Regions from separate parts of the Sus scrofa genome. Here region 2 is linked to region 1. The links are chromatin contacts, called in public Hi-C maps. All regions are on one chromosome and are shown on one strand. The core of a region is the stretch at or near the end of the contact, and the rest is flanking DNA. Distances in the headings are between cores, read along the strand shown.

Region 1 (6,346 bases), core at 2,679-5,178:
GTGGGTTAAGGATCCGGTGTTGCCGTGACCTGTGGTGTGGGTCGCAGACGCAGCTTGGATCTGGCGTTGCTGTGGCTCTGGTGTAGGCCTACGGCTACGGCTCCGATTAGACCCCTAGCCTGGGAACCTCCATATGCTTTGGGTGCAGCCCTAAAAAAGGACAAAAGACCAAAAAAAAAAAAAAAAAACCTTGAACTTACTGCCTGCCTGTAACTATTTATGTGGCATTTACATTGTATTAGGTATTATAAGTAATCCAGAGATGATTTACCATGTTCAGGAAGATGGTGTGTAGACTGCACGCAAATACTACATCATTGTCATTTTTACTGGCTGTGCCCAGGGCATGTGGACATTTCTGGGCTAGGGATAGAACCTGCATCATAGTAGTGACCTGAGCCACAATAGTGATGATGCCAGACCCTTAACTCGCTGAGCCACAAGGGAACTTCAAATACATCATTCTATACAAGGACCTTGAGCATCTGCGGATGCTGGTATCCTGGGAGGGAGGTCCTGGAACATCCCTCTCGGATACCAAGGGACAGCGGTACACTGTATACGAGGCCGCTCCTGAGAGCCTGGGCAGCCCTAGTAACTGAACGCATGAATGTTTCTGCACTGAAATGTATGAAATTTGACATCAGTAGGGTAAAAACATAGCGTGGATAGCCTTGCTTTAGGTTAGGTTTTGTCACCAAATGAGTTTGGTGGCAGATGGATGAAAAATGTTTGGTTTTCAGAGTATTTTTGAGTTTCGGAACAGTGGGTGAAAGAGTACAGACCTGTGATAAGCCACCATCTAGAGTGCTTATCACGTTGCCAGGGGCTCTACTCATGTATTCTTTATGTCAACTGACTGGCTGCACCTGCAGCATGTGGAAGCTCCTGGGACAGAAACTGAACCTGCACCACAGCTGCAGCCTGTGCCGAATACTAAACCCACTATGCCACCAGGGAAATTCCTCAGTTGATTCTTAAAACACACGTCACAGCATGGGTGCTTTGAACGTGGGCATTATCACTGTGTAATTCTATAAAGTTATCACACAGGATAAAGCAGCTATTAAGAGCATGGACAGTCTAGTTAGGCTTTCTTGCTCTACCACTTAACAGCTGTGTGACTTTGGCAAACTATTCTTTAATTTTATTTTTTTTGCATTTTAGGGCCACACCTGCAGCATATGGAGGTTCCCTGGCTAGGGGTTGAATTAGAGCTGCAGCTGCCGGCCTACACCACAGCTACAGCAACGCAGGATCTGAGCCACATCTGTGACCTACACCACAGCTCATGGCAACGCTGGATCCTTAACCCACTGAGTGAGGTCAGGGATTGAACCTGCGTCCTCATGGATGCTAGTCAGATTTGTTAGCTGCTGAGCCACGATGGGAACTCCAACTATGGCAAATTATTGAACTTCTCTGTGCTTTTCTTCATCTGAGAAATGGGGGTTAATGTTAGTACTTGTACCTTCATAAGGTAGTTGTGAGGATTAAATGAGCTGCTTTGTGAGAAGTGCCTGGCACACAGCAAGGGTCATTATCTAATTTTGCACATGGGGGAGTTCCCGCTGTGGTGCAGTAGGTTAAGAATCCAACTTCAGTGGCTCAGGTGGCTGTAGAGGCACAGGTTTGATCCCTGGCCCAATGCAGTAGGTTAAAGGACCCAGTGTTGCTGCAGCTGTGGTGCAGGTCACAGCTGTGGCTCGGATTCAATCCCTGGTCTGGGAACTTGCATTTAAGCCATTAAAAAAAAAAAAAAAAATCTGCACAAGGGCAAATTAAGCATCAGGAAAGTTTAGAAACTTGCCAAGAATACACAGCTATTAATCATGGAGCTGGACTTTGAACCCAGACAATGTAACTGCAAAGAGTATCCTCTGTCGTACTTTTTGCAATACAAGCAAAAACTAGTCAAGAGACTAGATAGCCACTAATCTAGAAAAACATGATTTCTGACTACTACTTGCTGTTTTGGGGAATGTAGGGCTCTTCAGACAAAGGGAGCTCAGTCATGTAAAGGCACAAATGATAAGCAAAGCCAACTCTTCCCTAAGTCTCGGGAGCAAATAACCAGCTTATTTTTCAACCACTGGCCTTCATCTCACACCCCACCAGGTCCTCCAGACCTTGTTCCCTCCCAGGGCAGACTCACCATCAGGGCCCTGGCGGGCAGCAGCATGTAGCGCCGTGTCCCCATGGCGGTCCTGGTGGGCAGGGTCAGCCCCAAGCCGAAGAAGCAGGCAGAGGGCAGGGGCATCGTGGCGGGCACAGGCCCGGTGCAGTGGTGGGGGCTGCCCAGCATCTACATCAAGGCCCGGGTGTCGCTGGAGGAGGGCTTGGGCCCGGACCAGCCGTCCTGCAGACAAATAACGACGGAAGCGACGCTCTCGGCGTTGGCGACGGGAGGTGGAGGCCATGGAACTCTTGGGCTGAGAAAGAAGGAAAAAAAAGGCAGCAGTCAGGACCTCAGCCTTGGATGGTCCCTCCCTCTTCCATCTTTGACATTCTCTCTGTTCCTCCCTTCCGTTCCCCATTTCTCCTCGTATCTTCAGCAAAAGATGAGGGCCAGTCCTAATCCTCATCTCTTTACCAGATAAGTTTGAAGAAAAATTTTGAGGAGGGAGCTGGGGTCACATTTAATTTTTTTAATGAGAAAAGGATAAATGATTACTTTGCGGCTCATTGGCCCACATAAATTTTTAATAAAGGATTTTGTTATATAATAAAAGACTGATGAGGGAAATTTTTATCAACAGAAATTTGAATTTTAAAAAGTCACAATTTCAAATAATGATCTAGAAATTGAATATAATGTACCCGGCAGACAGATGTAGAGGCTTCTCCCTCTGGGACTTGGGGGGAGGGGTTACTCATCAGACCTGCCCCCCGCCCCCCTAAGTACCCCCGGAGCAGTAGGCCCGAGGCCTATGTTTAAGACGCTGCGAGGAAGGGAGGCGGGAAGGGCGGAGACACTCTAGGCTGACGGAAATGGCGCAAGCGGACACGCCGGTAAAGGGCGGAAATGAACTGAAGCGCGTTACCGGATGTCGTTCCTCCCCGAGGGGGGCGGGAGGTGTTTCCTTGCTCTAGCCTCCGGGGGGGAACCTAGGGAACTTAAGATAAAGGGTCCGTCTGAAACCGGAAGACTACGATACGCCAGAAAAAGCAGCAGAGGCAAGGGCTAGCTGGAGGTTGAACCCCGCCTCCCCCAACTGGAAGGAGAGAGATGATTCAGTAATAGACGAAAAGATGAGGAGAGAAAACAGGGGAGACAGGATAAAAATCACGGTGAAAATGCAAAACCAAAACCACAGCAAGGCCGAGAAAGGGACAGGTCATAAAGGAGAAAAACACAGGAAAAGACACAAGAAAATAAAGCAAGTGAGATGAATGGAGATATCTGGAATTGAGAAAGTAGAAAAAGGAGATAGAAATGAGAGGGAGAAAAAAAGGGGAAGACAAGTTGGAATTTAGAGAAGCCCAGCATACTCTATGCCCAACACACCACCCAGGATGATTGATTTACCTCCTCACCCCATTCTCAATCCTTCTATGTCTCCTTCTCTCCCAGATATTTCTCTCCTCCTGACCCCTGCCCGCATTCCTAGCCCTTCCAAGTGGGAAAACCCTGCACCTGCGACGACGGTTGTGGGGAGCTTTGGGCCTGGTCTCTGCTGCCCCCAGGCGGTAATTTTGGGTACTGCCAGAGGAAGAGGTGAGCGAAAAGGAGCAGTCATCATCAATCGGAGGATCAATTTGGGGGGCACACCCGGTGCAGAAGGCTGAAAGAAAAGAGGAGCACTAAGACCCAGGGGTAGTGGAAGGCTGCAGCAAACAGCTGGGGGAGGAGAAGTAGGCAGTGTGGGGGAGAGCCGTCTGGTACCTTGATAGCATCCGAAACAGCATCGGTCATAAACGACAGAAATGGCCAGTCAATCCCAGGGCATCCAGCAGCTCCTGCAAGCTGAGAAGCGGGCCGCTGAGAAGGTGGCAGATGCCAGAAAGAGTGAGTCTCTTCATTTCTCCCTTAGGAGTCCAGAGAGAAAACTGGGGGTAGGGATACAGCAAACATTTGAGTCCTTCGGATAACCCAAGGCTGGTGGGGAGGAAGGAGCTGGGGTGGCTTATTAGGAAGGAAGAAATGGGTGTCAGAATCTAGCATCTAGCTGACTGAGAGAAGGCAGAATAACTTTTCCGAAGGGAGTGACCCATACTCTCAGATTTAGTGGTGGTGGGGAGGGTCTACCTCCACTTTCTGTCCTTTCTTCTGTTACCAGGGAAGGCGCGGCGCCTGAAGCAGGCAAAGGAAGAGGCACAGATGGAAGTGGAGCAATACCGCAGAGAGAGAGAGCAGGAATTCCAGAGCAAGCAGCAAGCAGTAAGTCATGGGGGAGCTGGGATGGGACCCTGGGATGCAACTTGATAGGTCTATCTGGTGAGGTGTATACAGGGTGATTCCACAAGAAAAAAAGGTGGAGGGGTCCCCTCGCTGAAGGGGACTCTGGCGAGGACCACATTGCTGATGGAGCTTTGCAATACGTAAGAGAGTCTGGGAGCTTTAAAGGACTTGTATAGCTTGTGGAGGTAGGGGGATGTCACAGTCCATGCAGAGTATGACATTTGGGGTGGAGGGCAGAGTTTTATGGGCGCATGTGGTGAGGCGGTGGGGATTGTATGGTCTGTTGTAGGATGATGCTGCCTGTCAGGTCTTAGAGGAGAGGGCATTACGTGGCTCTCTTTGATGTCTGGATATTTCTGTGGATGGCAGTGGTTTTGGAGAGGGCCTTTCTTCCTGGCCTTGCTCCAGGATCCTTCCCTCCATGTGCCTGGATGCCTTCTTTCTCTGTTTCTGCTTTTTCCTTTCTCTCCCCCACCTCCCCCAGGCCATGGGCTCCCAGGGGAACCTGTCCGCTGAGGTGGAGCAGGCTACAAGACGCCAGGTACAGGGCATGCAGAGCTCCCAGCAAAGAAATCGGGAACGTGTCCTGGCCCAGCTTCTTGGCATGGTCTGCGACGTCAGGCCCCAGGTCCACCCCAACTACCGGATTGCTGCCTAGAACCCACACCAGGTCCCTGGAGGGCCCGACTCCTCCTTCCAGTTCCCCCCTTCAAAGAAATCCTCAAGAATCACCTCCCACCATGATCCTTTTCACCTTCTCATTCCATAGAAATTCTGGAAGCAAATCCAATAATTCTCCTGTGAAATCTATAAATATCCTGCTCAGACCTGAATCTCCATGTTCTTAATCCTTCACTGGGAACCTGTAAATCCCAAGTCACCCTCACCCAACCCCTTTGTGACAGAAGAAGTAGGGATGTGGAAACCACTCTGACTTCAGAGCCTGGTAGGCTTGGATCCCTCTCCCAACCCTGCCACCTGCCAGCTGGGCAACCAGAACATGCACCTTAAACTCCAGCTCCAGTGTCATTTGCAATACTGGAATAACAGTAATAAGGCCTACCTTGCAGGGTTGCTGCAATGGTTAGGAACCATTCTGTAAAGAACCTGGCATGGTTTCTAGCATGTAGTAGCTGCGATTCAATGACTGGCAACCTTGTGATATAATTACCATCCCCTGCCCACCTGCCAAAACCTAAACACAGCTGTTTCCTCATTTCTGTCTGTGGTTTTCTAATTCTACTCATTTATTCTGTGACCCTAGTGATTCCATGAGGAATTGGTTCTTCCCACCTCTTTTCCCAGAGACCTTATAATCCTTGAAAAGATGAAATAATGATCTGATTTAGCCTCTCTACGGAAGTGCCAGGAAGTTGTTTGCATCTCTTAACCTCCCTTTTTGTCTCTCTTAAGTTGGTCTTTCTTTTTATTGGATTTCCGCATTTTCCTATTTTCCCAAAGACCTGAGATCTAAAGTGATGCTCTGTCCCCTTGTATGCATGGCCTTCCTTTCTACATCTTCAACACCTTACTTTCCCTTTGTAACTATGAAAAAAAGTGTCAATAAAATAATTATGGGCAAACCAATTGGTGGGTCAAGTCAGCCTCCTCTTTTGCTTCATTTTTTTCTCATTTTCCTGGTTTATGTATTCCCCAGACACCCAAAGGGGCTGTTTTTGATGCTTGCTGGAGAAACAAAAGCAAATGGTATGTTATTTTTTTTCTTGAGTGAGAAACAGAGTTCCCTGGTGGCCTGACAGTTAAGGATTCAGTGTTGTTGCTGCTGTGGCTTGGGTTTGACCCCTGGCCCAGAAACTACCCCATGCTGTGGGTGCAGCCATAAATAAATAAATAGAGAAACATGTGGCTCCTCCTTTGGAAACCTGAGGACTAGAGATGGCAACTGTAGAGAAAAACTGGGGTGTAGGAACAAGCACCTTTACC
Region 2 (6,346 bases), core at 1,626-4,125, 96 kb before region 1:
CTCTGCCTCCTCACCACTCACGTGCGGATGGTAGCTCGAAGCTGGAGCTGCATGGGAACAGAGCCTGCAGCCATGTTGAAGACAATGTTGTCCACAGGGTCAAAAGTCGCCAACTCCTCCTTGGTTGGAGCTGCCCCTGCGATAAAGTACCACTGGCCCAGGTGGGGCTCTGGGAACTGGAGATGAGGGGAGCAGAAGGTGGGTCTCACTACAGAATCCATCCAACCTCTTCATCAGTCAGGATGGCAATACTTAGGGCTGCCTTTTTCCAATTTGGGGGGGGGTCAGATCCATTCAGTGACTTTTCCTCTTTGTCCCTCCTCAGTAAACCCCACCCCCCAATTCTACCTTGTCTTCCCATTGATGGCCACAGTACTAATGTTTTTTCAATGTTCTTGCTTTCATCACAACACTCACACCCTCTTCCTCCCTTCCTTTCTAGTCATTCTAAGCCACTCACCCTCTTCCCTCGGAGCCACCCCACCACTGCCCCCTGCAAAGCTTCCCAAATTCTTAGTTCATACCTCTTTCCCATCCACTCCTCCAGTTGTCAGTTGACTGTGCTCAGGGCACTGGTAGATGGAGTTAAGGAGAATGCCATAGAGGTAGAGTAGAGCTGCCCAAATCTGGTGGAACATCTTCAGGCAAGAGGGAACTGGTGCTCCGCGTGGAGTGGCTGGTGCCTTAACTGTTCTCCCCCACTAGCTGCTCAGTCCACTATGCTTCCAGCCCCCTTGCCTCGACCCTTGACCCTTTCACCTGCTAATGAGTAACTTCAACCTTGTTTTCCACCCCAAGCCTGGATTACTAACAGTGTTTGGGCTTTCCTCCCCCTCTTCTAAATGCAGCCACTCCACAATACATCGTGGCATATCTAGGGTCTCTGAGGAGTTATAAGGAGAGCTGAGCCCTCCAGTAGAAGCTTGTGCTGTTTCAACCCACATCTGAGCTGGCTATTTGCTGGGCTGTGCAGTATTGAAGAGTCGGATTTGAGTCTTTCATCCATTCACTTAGCAAACTATTTTTGAGTTCCATCTGCTTGTCAGGAACTGGCTAAGCCCTGGGAACATAAAAATGAGTAAGACACAGTCCCTGGCCTTAAAGATGTCAGTCTAAGGAAAACTAGATATCTAAACAAATTATTGCAGTACAAGCTGGTAAGTGCTTTAGAACAGGTGTGAACTGGGTGCTGGAGCATGGTGGATGGGAGGCTTTCTCTCTTAAGTTATTATTGGGGAAACAATATTATGCCCTCCCCAAAGTTTGCTGACACATTAATTCATTCACTCACTGTTTATTACTACAGGTAAGAGGCCACATAATCTAGTGCTTAAAAAGAATGGACAGTGGTGTCAGACAGAGTGGGTCCAAACTCTAATTTCTGTTACTTATAGATCTTCGACAATTTTGTTAATCTTTATGCCTGTTTTTTATCTGTAAATTGAGCAAATCATTAATCTTATAGGATTAAAAGAGCTAATGCAGATAAAGCCCTTAGCGAAGGCCTGCACATTCTAAGTCCAAAGTAAACATTCGCTATAATTAATAGTAATGTTTGTAAAGCACTTTATAGTCTCTGGGGGGGAATTAAGTTCTCAAATAATAAGAGGCAAGGAAAGAATCGTCAAGAGGCAGTCATTGGGTAGTGCCAAGTGTCATATATAAAAGCCTTTCCACATCTGAGCTAGTTATTACAATGAGAGCAGTTAATGAGACTTCTTTTATAGATTATTTATAACCCATGGACTGCTATAGGCTTGTGATTTGGTTAAAAGAACAAAATTTGGGTGGGTATATGACGGTTCATTACACTGTTTGGGGTAATGTTTCACATTTTTTATAATAAAAAATTAGACACAAGTTATTGGGGGAGTAAAGTATAACTGCTTGGGAGTCTGGTAGGCCTGGATTTGGTCGGTTCTGCCACTTACATTCCCCTAGGAGCACTCACCAATAAAACGTGTGTAATAACTAGCTCAGATGTTGAAAAGCTTTTACGTATGACAATATGTGAAACCCTCAGCAAACTGGCTGACATAGACTAGGCGCTCACTAAACAGGTCCTCCTTATAACTCTTAACTCAAACAGTACTGAGATGGGTATAATATGAAGCCCAGAAAGGTTGGGCACTGGAGACAGGGACCTCGGCAGCACCGCGGAAACGAGGCCCTTGCCCAAGGGGCGGGGGGAAGGGGGGAGAGCAGAGGGGACGGTAACCCCCCAGACCTCAGGCCTGCAGAAGCCATTAGGCGGCCCTTTCAATTCCCCAAGGTTAGAGTCTTGCGTTTCAGTCCAGTCTGACTCCATTTGCTCCCAATTCCCAATCTCGGAGGCGTCCTTTTTTATAAACAAACGTCCTGAAAGGTAGTAAATCCTCAACTTTTCCAAAACATGATAATGTCCCCCCGCGGCCGCACACCGCGGGAAGGAACATGGCGCCCACGCTCCACAAAACGCCCACGGGCAAAACCGAGGTCAGGCCCACCGAGGTCAGGCCCAACGACGCCACCGCAGGAAAGTCAGCTCGAGAACCACCTCCAACCGCCTATGGAAAGGGTGACTTCCGGAGGCGCCGAAGGAGCGGCGCAGCGAGAGCGATTGTGAGAGGCTGACAGAATTCTAGGTGGCCTGGTCAGTGCCGCCTCAACTTCTCTGCAGGCCAAAACTTTAACGTAAATTAGCGAGGCACAACTCTCAGGCTCCAGATTCCAAACTCCATACAACTGTTCAAAACCCCCCTCGAGGCAGTCGAAGAGTCTCACTTTGTAATTTTTTTCTTCAGGCATTTATAGCGGCCACCACAACCCCCTACTGCTTAAGCGCGCGCGCACAGGAGAAATGAACAGGGCCGGAGGGGGTGGGGCGGTGCCGAAGTGTGTACGCATGCGTAGTGCGACGCACGCAGGCGCAGTGAGGTACCCCGGGAGACGGTGGCGGCGGCGGCTCTTCGGGGTGCTCGGCTCCCTCCCATCTAGGCCGGCCCCGGCCCGTCTCGCCCCCAGGAACTCAGTTTGGGGCTGATAACTTAATCTTCGTGCCCTACAAAAGTAAAGCTTGGGGACCTGGGGGAGCCGGAAGTACCGCCTCGCGATCCCCAAATACTATCGGGGAAACGGAAGTGACCGTCGGTGGCAGGTTGGGGGAGACCGGAAGTGACGGTACCGTGGGGAAGTCGGGGGCGGAGCCGCGGGTGGAGGAGTGTGAGTGGGTGTGTGTGGTGTGTGTGTGGGGTGTGTGTGTGTGTGTGTGTGTGTGTGTGTTGGTTGCGCCGCTCTGCTAGAGCACCGAGGGAAGGTAGAAGAGGGGGGCAGTCAGCTAGCAGTTCTGGCCCCCTGTGAGTGTCCATTATCTCGAGTCCGTCGTGACTTAAGCGGGTTCGACGGGCGTGGCGTGGCGCGCGTGCGCGAAACCACTTTCTCCGCAGAGTGGCGCGACCCTCGCTCTCGCGTTGTCCCTGGGCTTGACGACTTCTCGGGCCCTTATCCTATCGCGACCGGTGATGACACTGGTCCTGTGTTTCCTTCCCTGTTTCCTAGCCAGACTGGCCCTCCTTTATTGTGATTGGCATCGTGGAGCCCCTCCCACCTCCCGTCCTCCACCTCCCTGTGCCGTCGATCTCTTGCCCTTTGTGTTTCTCTCTCTGTGCCCCGGAATCAGAAAGGGGCTGGGGGCGGGTGTGAGAGTGTGTGCTTGTGTGAGAGAAACTCTTCAGGTGTGGGGGCGGAGTCTCTGGCCGGGGTGGCTTCCGGGTATATAAAAATCTGCTCTGGGCGACAGCGGGCCTCCCTCCCTCCATTCTTCCTTAGAGAGCTGTCGGCCATGGAGCCCAATGATAGTACCAGTACCACTATGGAAGAGCCTGAAAGCCTGGAGGTGCTGGTGAAGACCCTGGACTCTCAGACCCGGACCTTTATTGTGGGGGCCCAGGTGAGACCCCAGTACTTCTGGAAGACACCTATTAACTCTTTTTGTAGGTTCCTTTTTCTGAGATAAGAGTCTTATCTTCTGGTCTTCTGATTTTCTTTCATTGATTTTTTTTTGTTAATATTGTAGCCAGAACGTTTGGTGTATGCTTTCTGTTGTGTGAGGCAGATTTTCTTCTGCTTTCTTTTACCTCAGTAAAACTCAATGTAGAAGGAAAGAAGGAAGGAGGAATCTCTGCCAACATCATGAGTGAACCCCAGCTCAAAGGGACAGACATGGTTCCTGTCCTTTGAACAGAACCTAAAATGCAAGTGTGTCTTAAGAAGAAAAATTGGCAAGGCCTGTACTGTGTTTTTAAAGAATAGAATTGGGGTCCTTTAATGCAGGTGGAGTCCTAATAGAATGTTGAGTGGAATTACTGATATTTATGATGTAATTTGAATCTTTTGAGTTTGATGTCATGGACACAGCTGTCTGTGGCATTACTTCTCTAATAGTTGTAGAAAAGATCATGAGGGGGTTGACCCATAGTTTTAAAACATGTATTTAGGGAAACTCTATAGGCTTTTGTGATTGGGTATGTAAATAGTTTGGTACTTCCCAAGTGGAGTTAGTTGTCTAGTTAGGAAAAATGTTTTTCCGTTTTGCTCCTTTTTCTTTTTTCTTGCTTGAGTCTTCTTTCCTTAACTAGATTCTTCACCACGGTGTCTTTGTCATTGTTTTATCTTTGAGAGTACAGAGTTGTATCATTTTGTGCTTGAGGAGGGGGTCACTGGTATCTTTAGACAGACACATTCTTTTGGAAGTCAAGGACAGAAGGGAATGTCCATGGGCTTTTCTCTTTATCAGCCCTGTAATTTTTCTCTTAGGTCCATAACCTGGAGTTTTATATGTTTAATGTCTGTGTTTTGACAAATGTTGCCTTAGTTCAGGGCTTTGCACAATGATTACCTCACAATTAAGACAAATTGGGAGTTCCCGTTGTGGCTCAGCAGCCTATGAACCAGACTAGTATCCATGAGGATGAGGGTTCAATCCCTGGCCTGGCTCAGTGGGTTAAGGATCTGGCGTTGCCGTTGCCGTGAGCTGTAGTGTAGGTCACAGATCCAGCTTGTATCCAGCATGGCTGTGGCTGTGGCTGTGGCCAGAAGCTGCAACTCCGATGCCACCCCTAACCCGGGAACTTCCATATGCTGTGAGTGCGGTCCTAAAAGGAAAAAAAAAGATGAAGAAAATTAAAAAAAAAAAAAAACAGACAGATTGGTAGTGATTTGATGATGGGATGGTTTTTACCCCTCACAGGTCAGTTGTCCCTCCTCCGTCCTTTTTTTTTTTCCATTCCCTGATTCTTATTCATGTCTCCTCTTCCTTATAGATGAATGTAAAGGAGTTTAAGGAGCACATTGCTGCCTCTGTCAGCATCCCTTCTGAGAAACAACGGCTTATCTACCAGGGCCGTGTTCTGCAGGATGATAAGAAGCTCCAGGAATACAGTAAGGGGGCGGGGGAGGCAGTTCAGAGGATGAGGCTGCTGTCCAGAGTGATGGGCTGAGGCCATGGGTTTACCTGATCATATGTTTTTGTGTGTATCTTGTTTGTTTGTTTTTCTGCAGATGTTGGAGGAAAAGTTATCCACCTTGTGGAACGGGCTCCTCCTCAGACTCAGCTCCCTTCAGGGGCATCTTCTGGAACAGGGTCTGCCTCAGCCACCCATGGTGGGGGACCCCCACCTGGTACTCGGGGGCCTGGGGCCTCCGTGCATGACCGGAATGCCAACAGCTATGTCATGGTTGGAACCTTCAATCTTCCGGTAAGCTTGTGTTCCACATGGGAGGGTTTTTGTGAGGGAGGGTAGTTTTGGTTGTGGTAGCAGCCAAGAGCTCCTAAGACAGGTGTGTCTGTCTCTAGAGGGGGTTTGGAAGATCCTGTGGTCTGATAATGGCCTCTTCTGTGAGGAGATAGGGGGTGGGCTCCAGAGAAGCAGTTGGAAGTGTGGGGGCCTTAGTATTTGGCTTCTCCCAGAGCAACTTCCCTTACCCTTTCCCCAGAGTGACGGCTCTGCTGTGGATGTTCACATCAACATGGAACAGGCCCCGATTCAGGTATCATGGGGCCTGGGAGGGTCAGGGAAGGGGATCTGGGAGAAGGAGGCCATGAGGTGGGTGGGGGGGTCTGGCTGAGGAGATAGCTGGGACCTGGTTTAATAGGCGGTGGAGCTCATGGCTTTATCTCAGATCTGCCCTGATTTTTCGTCTCTTGCGGTAGAGTGAGCCCCGAGTCCGGCTGGTGATGGCTCAGCACATGATCAGGGACATACAGACCTTACTGTCCCGGATGGAGGTAAGCGGGCAAGGCTTTCTGTCTGTCTCCCCCAGCCTCCCAGCCTTTTCTCTCAGCCTAGGGATGAGGGCGTGACTGGCC

Evidence for each region. Hi-C and Micro-C count contacts between places; a contact is called where the count stands out from the background.
Region 2: a Hi-C map of liver shows a contact between it and region 1, with 12 times the contacts expected there. The contact joins the promoter of BAG6 here to the promoter of ATP6V1G2 in region 1. A contact is called at or near these places in 3 of 5 promoter capture datasets (fetal liver, fetal skeletal muscle and liver), 9 of 47 Hi-C or Micro-C datasets (blood, brain, embryonic fibroblasts and 4 more) and 2 of 2 datasets of contacts at active chromatin or transcription factors (alveolar macrophages and skeletal muscle).

What each region holds. Positions count from the first base shown.
Region 1 is chr7:23,670,623-23,676,968 of Sscrofa11.1, reverse strand. ATP6V1G2 (ATPase H+ transporting V1 subunit G2) reads left to right here and starts at 3,928. Exons shown (of 3, transcript NM_001145380.1): 1 at 3,928-4,009; 2 at 4,281-4,381; 3 at 4,887-5,060. The coding sequence starts at 3,928. The coding sequence ends at 5,060. NFKBIL1 (NF-kappa-B inhibitor-like protein 1) reads right to left here and starts at 3,967. Exons shown (of 5, transcript XM_021098451.1): 1 at 3,887-3,967; 2 at 3,638-3,785; 3 at 2,156-2,432. The coding sequence starts at 2,420.
Region 2 is chr7:23,765,188-23,771,533 of Sscrofa11.1, reverse strand. It overlaps BAG6 (BCL2 associated athanogene 6), which reads left to right and starts at 2,875. Exons shown (of 26, transcript NM_001145382.1): 1 at 2,875-3,136; 2 at 3,808-3,928; 3 at 5,301-5,418; 4 at 5,539-5,735; 5 at 5,974-6,027; 6 at 6,191-6,265. The coding sequence starts at 3,821. It overlaps APOM (apolipoprotein M), which reads right to left and starts at 689. Exons shown (of 6, transcript NM_001040640.1): 1 at 525-689; 2 at 22-176. The coding sequence starts at 638.